Regions from separate parts of the Sus scrofa genome. Here region 1 is linked to region 2. Evidence: chromatin contacts called from public Hi-C data. All regions are on one chromosome and are shown on one strand. Each heading gives the region's core, a stretch centred on a gene start, on an enhancer-like site or on the middle of the called end of the contact. The rest is flanking DNA. Distances are from core to core; before and after follow the strand shown. Region 1 overlaps LOC110257717 (a long non-coding RNA gene). Region 2 has its middle 110 kb from the start of TMEM164.

The links. Hi-C and Micro-C count contacts between places; a contact is called where the count stands out from the background.
Region 1: a Hi-C map of retroperitoneal adipose tissue shows a contact between it and region 2, with 1.6 times the contacts expected there. The contact joins two enhancer-like sites. A contact is called at or near these places in 3 of 47 Hi-C or Micro-C datasets (embryonic fibroblasts, retroperitoneal adipose tissue and skeletal muscle) and 1 of 2 datasets of contacts at active chromatin or transcription factors (skeletal muscle).

What each region holds. Positions count from the first base shown.
Region 1 is chrX:90,514,810-90,519,752 of Sscrofa11.1, forward strand. All of the region lies in intron 2 of LOC110257717 (a long non-coding RNA gene), which reads right to left. Among named protein-coding and RNA genes, the nearest start is that of RTL9, 36 kb to the right of the region's middle. Within about 2 kb of position 1,687, at least 7 of the 83 cell types and tissues checked have an H3K27ac peak or open chromatin away from gene starts, as enhancers often do. A contact at or near this core is called in retroperitoneal adipose tissue, where this site is marked.
Region 2 is chrX:89,994,972-89,999,568 of Sscrofa11.1, forward strand. No RefSeq gene overlaps it. Among named protein-coding and RNA genes, the nearest start is that of TMEM164, 110 kb to the right of the region's middle. Within about 2 kb of position 2,165, at least 6 of the 83 cell types and tissues checked have an H3K27ac peak or open chromatin away from gene starts, as enhancers often do. A contact at or near this core is called in retroperitoneal adipose tissue, where this site is marked.

The DNA of each region.
Region 1 (4,943 bases), core at 437-2,936, 520 kb after region 2:
CAAGGCCAGGGATCGAACCTGAAACCTCATGGTTCCTATTCAGATTCGTTAACCACAGCCACAGGAACTCCTGGGTGTTTTGTTGAAATACAGATACAGCGGCCCCTAACGCTTAGTCTGATTCAGTAAGTCAGAACTGGAGCTTAGAATCTATTAATCAGTATCACTGATTTTTTTTTCTTTTTCTTTTTCTTTTTTTTTTTTTTGGCCACCCCACGGCTTGTGGAGTTCCCAGGCCAGGAATCAGATCCGAGCCACATTTGTGACCCACGCTGCAGCTGCGGCAATGCTGGCTCTTTTAACCCACTGTGCTGGGCTGGGGATCGAACCTGCCTCCTGGCACTGCAGAGACGCTGCTGATCTTGTTGTGCCACAGTGGGAACTCCACCACTGGTGATTTGTGATGAGGAGCTGGGTTAGGGAATCCACCCAGACTGACCTTTCTCATTTTACCAGAAGCTGCCCGAGTCCCTGAGCAGGGCAGTGACTTGCCCCAGGTCACACAGCCAGCCATGGCAGAGCTGGAGCTGGAACTCAGGTCTCTTCCCATCGTGTTGGTGGTGGGACTATCTGACATTGGGACTGGCTGGAGAGATGGCTGGTGTGGGAAGAATGACCCTAAATCTCCGCAGTGTGTAGGTAGGGGGTCGGGGGACAGAGGGGAGGCTACGAGCTTGTTTTACCTTATTACAAACAGTAATTTTACTCGAGGTTTAGGAGAGAAGCCACAAAATACCCGCCGAGGTTAGCAGGATGCTAAGATCCTGCAGATAGGTTCGGCTGTGTCTATCCATGGAAAGCCAAGCAAAATAATGGAGACAATTATCCACCAATTTTGTTCGAACACTTTGACCGAAAATCTCCCGGTAACTGAAGGAAAATATGAGCTTTTTTTCTTTCTTTCTTTCTTTCTTTTTTTTTTTTTTTTGGTCTTTTTACCATTTCTTGGGCTGCTCCCGTGGCATATGGAGGTTCCCAGGCCAGGGGTCGAATCAGAGCTGTAGCCGCCAGCCTCCACCAGAGCCACAGCAACGCAGGATCTGAGCCGCATCTGCAACCTACACCACAGCTCATGGCAACGCCGGATCGTTAACCCACTGAGCAAGGGCAGGGATCGAACCCACAACCTCATGGTTCCTAGTCGGATTCGTTAACCACTGCGCCTGACGGGAACTCCTCTTTTTTTTTTTTTTAATGTCACCTGAATGTTCTAACTCTCACTTCATTTTTCTTTTTTCCCCTGAGACCGGTGCTGCACGCCTGTCTCCTAGGGGGAGGAGGTGGGGGAGGGGGTGTCTGCAGCCCCGGGAAACGTGCACAGAGATGAGAGAGTCTGCAGAGAAGACACCACGTGGGATGGAGTGCGAGGCACTGGAGGTGGTGCAAACCCTTGTCCTTTCAAGATAACCTCTGGATTCTAGACTTGTTCTAGCTGAGACCTCAGAAAGGCCCTGAAAGCTCCAAACCGCCAGCTTATAGCTTCCGCCTAATTCGAGGCAGCCCCCTTGGAAGGTTCCCCGGGGCCGGCAGCTGCTCCGTCAGCCACTGAATGAAAACAACGCCAGATTTCTTTATTTAGAGTAGACACTTCCTATTTTGATTCCTACACGGCAGAGCTGTCTGCCCTCTGCGCCCAGCCCCTGGCAGACAAAGCTGCTTCGATGTAAAGTAGCTCAGCACAGATCAGCAGGTGGTGGCCTATTTATAGGCAGTGGAGCTGCCCTGGGCCGCTGCACTCCTGTCTCTGAGCGAGAGGTCAGGAGGCTCCCCGGAATGGGAAAGTGGCACTGTGACCGCAGACAACAACTTTTGGCGCAGGTCAGCGACCCTTGGGACCTTACATTTCTGCCTAGTTCTGCCACCCCTCATTTGCTCTGTGACCCTGAGCAAGGCTCTTCCTGTCTGTGAGCCTCGCTTCACCATCTCTGGGGAGAAGGACACACCGTTTAATCCATGGTGCCATTTACTGTGACAACGGCCCTGCCACCGGAAAAAATACAGCTGAGTCTCTACCTCACTCCTTATTCCCAGTGAGGGCTCAGCTTAGTCAGAAGTTTCGATTGTTAAAGAGAAACCATTGAAAGATGGGAAGCAAGCATAGGAGAATGTTTTTTAAAACACTGCGAGGCAAGCGGAAAAAGAAAAAAAAAAAAAACCACCTTAGGAACTGTAAAGAAAAAGAACGATAGATTTGATCGTGAAAAAAAATTGAACACCTTTGCCTGGGCAAAAGATGTCTCATGCAAAGTTGAAAGACAAAGGACAAACCAGGATAAAGGCAAAGGCAGACAGATATTATTATTCATACTATTGCAAGAGCCCCATTATAGGAAGTGCACTATTTTCTTTACAGCACTCACCATGAGCAGCAGTTACATTATTTAGTGATTTGCATCGTATCTGTTTCCTCTACCTACATGGCTGCTTCATGAAAGCTAAGGCTTTGCTTATTCACCACTGTGTTCCTAGTCCCAGGGCAGGGTCTGACACACAGTAGGTGCTCAATAAATACTTGTCGAAAGAATGAATGAGGGAGCTTCTGTAGATCAGTGACAACATGATGAGAAAAATTGTCAAAGAGTAATGAACAGGCATTTCACAGAGAAGACGCGAAGGGTTTATGCCATATAAAAAAATGTTCACAGGAGTTCCTGGTGACTTAATGGGTTAAGGATCTGGGATTATCACTGCTGTGGCACAGGTTCAATCCCTCGCCTGGAAATTTTTGCATGCCGTGGGTGCAGCCAGAAAAAAAAAAAAAAAAAGAACAAAAAGGGTTCATAGCCTCAGGAATGATTAAGTAAAAATAATGCAAATTAAAACAGCATTGAGATGGTAGAAATGTCATTTTTCACCTCACAGCCTGGCAGAAACTTAAAAGGTTGCTAAACCCCAGTACTCGTGAGGATATGGTGAATCAGGCACATGGATGTGCTCTCAGTGCTTGTCTGAAGGAGCACAACTTCTAGACAGCAACTTGAAATATTATTTGACCCAGCAAGTCTTCTTTCGGGAGTTTACCATTTTTCAAATGCTCTTATAAGGATCTTCATTTAATGATTCTTTTTTTTTTTTTTTTGTCTTTTTGCTATTTCTTTGTGCTGCTCCCGCGGCATATGGAGGTTCCCAGGCTAGGGGTCTAATCGGAGCTGCAGCCACTGGCCTACGCCAGAGCCACACAACGCAGGATCCGAGCCGCGTCTGCAACCTACACCACAGCTCACGGCAACGCCAGATCCTTAACCCACTGAGCAAGGCCAGGGACCGAACCCACAACCTCATGGTTCCTAGTCGGATTCGTTAACCCCTGCGCCACGACGGGAACTCCCTAATGATTCATTTAAACAAATATATTCCTTTAATATATTTGTAAACAGAAAAAAATTGGAAATAACCTAAATGACATCAGTGGAGGATGGGCATCATAAGCTGTAATTTATAAATAATGTACAGCACATCCAAATAAGGGCACATTAAGCGACACTGCTAATGATTAAGAATTTGGGCTCTACGGTCAGACCACCGAGGTCTGACTTCCTCCTCTCACCCTTATGAGCTGTGTGACTTGGTCCACGTTTCTAAACCTCTCTGTGTCCCCATCTTTGTCATCTGTAAAATGGAAAAATAATACCTCCTTCATAAAGTCGTGAAGGGTAAATGAGTTAATCCCTACGGCATATCAACTAGACAGTACTGGCATAGAGCGTTCAATAACTGCCACCCGTTACTGTCCCCACGAATACTGTGATGATGACAGTGACAAGGTAGCCACAAGTAAGGATGAGCTAGATCTTTATATACTGATGCATTTTATATACTGATTGATGTCTCCAATACAGTATTGTGATAAAAGCAAGGTGCCGAAGAATTAGGATAATAGGATCTGATTTTCATGAAGGATATTATATGCTATTCATAGAGGAAAAACAAATCCGGAAAGATAGACAGACTGTCAACAGTGGTTACCTCTGCGGAGAGGGATGGGGGAGGTGGATTTTCACTTCAGTAATGATGAGAATTGTTTGAAACAAGCATGTGTGACTTTTATAATAAACAAAAGATGTAAAGGGAAAAAAGCTTCATTTGGAAGTCTGAGGACAGTTAATCCCACCAAGCCTCACATCCCCCAGTCCTTGGCTACAGCCCAAAAGTGAGCTTCCCTACCCATCATGTGTCCTCTCCCATCCCCCCACCCATTCTGCTCTGTGCTCCCCGCTCCCCACCAGCCCTGACTTATCCATCTCCCTCCTACTGCCCTCTCCCACTCTGCTCTGATCCCCACGGGAAGCAATTCCTCTTAAACTCTAAATAAGCCTCACAGCACAGGGCTCTCTACCTCTGCGTGTGGAAGCGCTGAAACCTGAATCTCCGCGGAGGAGCTCACGGCTTTGCCTGCAGCGCCCTCTGGTGGCTGGACACTGCTTACACTCCCACAGCACAGACACCCTAGGGCTGGGAGGTGGGGTCTGTGCTCTGGCTTTCCCCTGTTTGCGTCCAGATCGTTACTCCTCCGCCTTCGGCCAAGAACTCCTCCTTTTGATGCCATCTGGCTACAGCACCTTCTCTCCTCTCCTCTCCTCATCGACTCTTCTTTTTAGACACCCCCTCCTGGTCACACCATCCCCCTCACCCATTCAAGGAAGAGTTCGACATCTGGCTCACTGTCTTCTTCTCCACCCCAAGTTCTGACATCATCCTGGGTGAGTTGACATCCATGATCCATGTGCAGGACACACCCCCATTCTAGCCATACCATGCTTCATCATCGGTGGGAACTGCATCATCTCAGAGCCCCCCGCCATCCACATCCTGCCCACTGACCTCAAAGCTCATCCTTTTGCCTCAAGAGGCTCTCCAGGCTCTGGAGCCCCCTTCGTTCTCCCACCTCCTCCGCCTTTCCCACTCCCCTCGTTCCTTCCCCTTTCCATGCTTGAAAATGCTGA
Region 2 (4,597 bases), core at 915-3,414:
GTCCCCCTACTTTCTCCCATCCTGACTCCCTTCTCCCCTTTCCGTCCCCTCAGCCCCGGCCAGCCTGGGAGACTAAGCCTGAATCAGCCAGAGGGGGAGGGGGAGGGAACTCCAGGGCCAGCAGGACTGGCGGAGTAGGATAGGGTTCTCTGTCCTCTCTTTCAAGGCCACGTGTCCACCGCCCTGTACTGTTGGGAGGGGTTGGGGGATCCTGCAAGGAGAGTCGAGAGCAGCTGCAGGAGGCAGTGGTTGAACGGGATTCCCCCTTCATTCTCCTTCATCTGTTGGCAGCTGGTCCTTGTCACCGCCCACCCTGCCAGGCTCCAGGCCCTGGGCCTGCCATGCAGGACAAATGGAGCAGGAAACGGGCATCCTCCAGGGTGACAGTTGCTAGGTGGCAGGCGTATGTGGTTAGTCGTACATACATATCAAAGAGGCTCTCCGCCTCTTTCTTCTGCTCCAGGGTAGAAAAAATTTTATTGCTGTTTGGAAGATTTCCATCACCTTAGAGGTAAAGGAGGCATGAGTTTCGATCTCCGTTTGATTAACAGTAAAGATAATACTGATAACAATAAAATAGCTGCCGCTGGTTGAGGCACTGCGACGTGGCAGGCACTGAACCCGCCTTATCTCGGTTAATCCTCACAGTACGAGCAGTAGAGACAGAAGCCCTGAAGTCAAGCTAACTTGAGTCTGAGTCTTAGCCCTGCCGCCTGGTGGCTCAAGCCACTAAGAAATATGAAATAAACATGAATGAATTAACCATTCAAGCGACATTACCAATTCATCTCAATGATGACTACGATGTGTATTTGTCTTACACACACACACACACACGAACACACACACGACAGTACTTTGAAGAAGCGTTATTATTACCCTCATCTTATAGATGAGGAAATTGACGTCACCTGAGGAATTGGTACAAGTTTACCAACTTGTACAGTTGCCAAGTGGCAGAACCTAAGTTCGAAACCAGTTGGCAGTACAGAGATCCTGCTGGGATGGTGGAAAAGTTCTGGAAATGGCTCCTCATGATTGTTGCACAGCATTGCAAATATGCTTAATGTCACTGAATTGTATACTTGCAAATGGTTAAAATAGCAAATTTTTTTTTAACCTTTTAGGGCCACACCCACAGCATATGGAAGTTCCCAGGCTAGGGGTCCATTGTGAGCTGCAGCTGCCAGCCTACCCCACAGCCACAGCAACCCCAGATCCGAGCCACGTCTGTGACCAACACCACAGCTCACCGCAAAGCTGGATCCTTAACCCACTGAGTAAAGCCAGGGATAGAACCCGCGTCCTCATGGATACTAGTCAGGTTCGTCACCGCTGAGCCACAACGGGAACTCCCTAAAATAGCAAATTTTATATTGTGTACATTTTATCACACATTAGGATAAAAACAGTTGTCAGAAGCGGGGATCTTAACCACTGCGTTATATATACTGCCTCTCAAGGAATATTAATTGAGTGCCTCTTGTTCATAAAGCCTCCAGTGTCACAGAACAAGCCCTAGATTTTTGATCAAAAGACCTCTGTTCAAATACCACATCTGCTTCTTGCTCATCGTCATGTCATCAGCAAGGGGTTGAGACTCGTCAGGGTTCTCAGGTGCAAAAGGGAACCATGTTCTGGGCAAGTCTCTCTCCAAGGGTTCCCATCAGTTGCAGACACATAGGTCCTGGTGACATTGCTGATTGACCTTGGTGGGGGAGGGGGCCCAGGCAGCTTTGAGCCCCAATGAGGAGGTCAGTTAAGGTTACCCATTCTTTCTTTCATCAAAGTGCAATGTGGCCACTGCTGGGTGGGAACATCTAAAAGGAAGTGAGACAGCTGCTGAGAGGGGAACTTGAGAAGAGCCTCCTTGGAAAGGGGAAGGAAGACGAGTTCATATTGAGATAGAACGTTTTCGGTGGGTGGAGGGCAGTAAACATAGATAAAGCCAGTGTTTTCACACACCGAGGGAAAACAAACCCACACCACAAGCAATCTTGGGAGCTACTCTTCCTGCAGAAGCAGATCACTCTTTTACCCAAGTTTCTTTGGAAAGGAAGCCCAAGTCCCCTTCATCCTCTTTGGACCCGCTATAGCTTTGCGCTGCAATCAATGGAGCAAAGAAATACTCAATGCTAGCCAAGTCCCCAGATACACCATGATGCTGTAAGAGGGGGTGACACAACAGGAAATCCACCCTCCTTCTCACTTCCTGGACCACAACCTCCACACCCTAAATTTCCCTAAAACTGTCACTAGAATTTCCAGGATGGAGAAATATGACCAGCGGCTGCTGCCCTTTATTGGAAAGTCAGACCTCATCAGAGGCTGCACAGCCAGAGAAAACCTTTGTGTCTTCATGGTTTGAAGCCCATTACACACGTTCTTTTTTTTTTTTTTTTTTTTTTTGGTCTTTTTTTTGTCTTTTTGACTTTTCTAGGGCCGCTCCCGTGGCATAGAGAGGTTCCCAGGCTAGGGGTCGAATCGGGGCTATAGCCACCGGCCGACACCAGAGTCACAGCAACGCAGGATCCGAGATGCGACTGTGACCTACACCACAGCTCACAGCAACACCAGATCCTTAACCCACTGAGCAAGGCCAGGGATCGAACCCGCAACCTCATGGTTCCTGGTCGGATTCGTTAACCACTGAGCCACAACGGGAACTCCTACACACGTTCTTAATAAGAACAATTCGGAGTGCCAGGCTACCCACCCATGGACATTTATCCTGGGGGGTAGAACGTGCAGAACATCTTGTCAGGGCACAAGGCAGAGCAAGTCCGCTACCCCCTCCACACAGGACAGAGAGTCCTATTACAGCCTGGAGGGAAAGTACAGGACGCGTTGTTATTCACCCCACCCTGGTCCCATTAACTAGGCTTAGTCTGTCCATTGGAATATAAGTGTTAACAGCCCAGCTGGGGTACTGGATGCTCCCTTTCTTTCTTTTTCTTTTTTTCTCTTTTTTTAGAGCTGTACCCGTGGCATATGGAGGTTCCCAGGCTAAGGGCTGCATTGGAGCTGCAGCTGCCGGTCTACACCACAGTCACAGCAACGCGGGACCCGAGCCACATCTGTGACCCATGCTGCAGCTTGTGGCAACGCCAGATCCTTAATCTGCTGAGCAGGGCCAGGCATCAAACCCTCATCCTCAGGGACACTAGGTTCTTTACCCTCTGAGCCACAATGGGAAGTGCAACCTGAGTTCTTATTTGCCTCTTTCAGCTCCACTGCAGCAATCTTATTGGCACCCACCTTAGTTCTCTATGACCAGATTGACTCAACAGGTTGGCTCCTGCTTCCACCCCCCATTTTGGCCAGGTCCCCCCATCTGGATGTCGGCAAGCGCTCTCAAATTCTCTTAGTTTCCCCACAGCCTCACACACTCACCTTCTGCCCATCCCCTTAGACAGAGCTGACCTGCTCCCTAAGGCTGGAGATGCCAGAGACCACCTAGTCCCCACTCAGAAGCACTGCTTATACTCTCCGCTCGCCACCATTGGGGCCACCACCTCAGATTAACAAGGGAACCCACTAGACTCAGACTTCTCAAGGAGTTCCTGTGGTGGTTCAGTGGTTAACGAATCCGACTAGGAACAATGAGGTTGTGGGTTCGATCCCTGGCCTTGCTCAGTGGGTTAAGGATCCGGCATTACTGTGGCTCTGGCGTACAGCAGCTACAGCTGTGATTAGACCCCTAGCCTGGGAACCTCCATATGCCGCGTGTGTGGCCCTAAAAAGACAAAAGACAAAAAAAAAAAAAATCCCAGACTTCTCAGATGCTATTATGACTGGAAACACTGGGTTCTAAAAGTTCTAAGGGAACACTGCATAAATCATATTCAGGGAGTTCCCTCATGGCACAGTGGGGTTAAGGATCTGGTTGTTGTCACTACTGTGGCTCTGGTTACTGCTGTGGCACAGGTTTGATCCTTGGCCTGGGGACTTCCATGTGCTGTAGGTGCTACCAAAAAAATATATATCTATATACATACACACACACACACACACACACACACACACACACATACACACTATATATATATATATTCTTTGTCTCCTTATTGACAGAAAGGCCATACGGTAAGACCTTTTTTAGCAAACAGAAAATATATTGGAATTTTGGTTGTACGATGTGGCCTAGGCTAGAATTTTTCAGATTTCCAAACTGCTCAAAGAAACATTCTGTGGCTCCACCTGTTAAGACATAATCAAGTCTGTGGGAAACAGAGTTAGTGTGGCTTCCTGAAGCACTAGGTACCCCCAGTGGGGCAAAATGAACTGGCAGCCCAATTCTTCAAAGTCTCAAATTATCAATGTGCAGTGAATTACCCAGATCAGCTGAGCCCAGGCGCTCCTGGGAGCTAACAGATTTTATCTGGATGTGAAGGCTGTCCCACATCGGCTGGGCACATCAGGTCCTGCCATGGGGGCCCAGGGGAAGATGCAACTTATGTACTTGGCTGCCCCCTGGTGTCCACAAGGTAGCAACAACAGCAGGCAGGACAGCTTCTGCTAGCAATGGCAGCAGGGCATAAATGTGCTAGGCCAAGGTGAAGTGAGCCTGAAATTCAGCCCGTCCTCTCCCCACCAA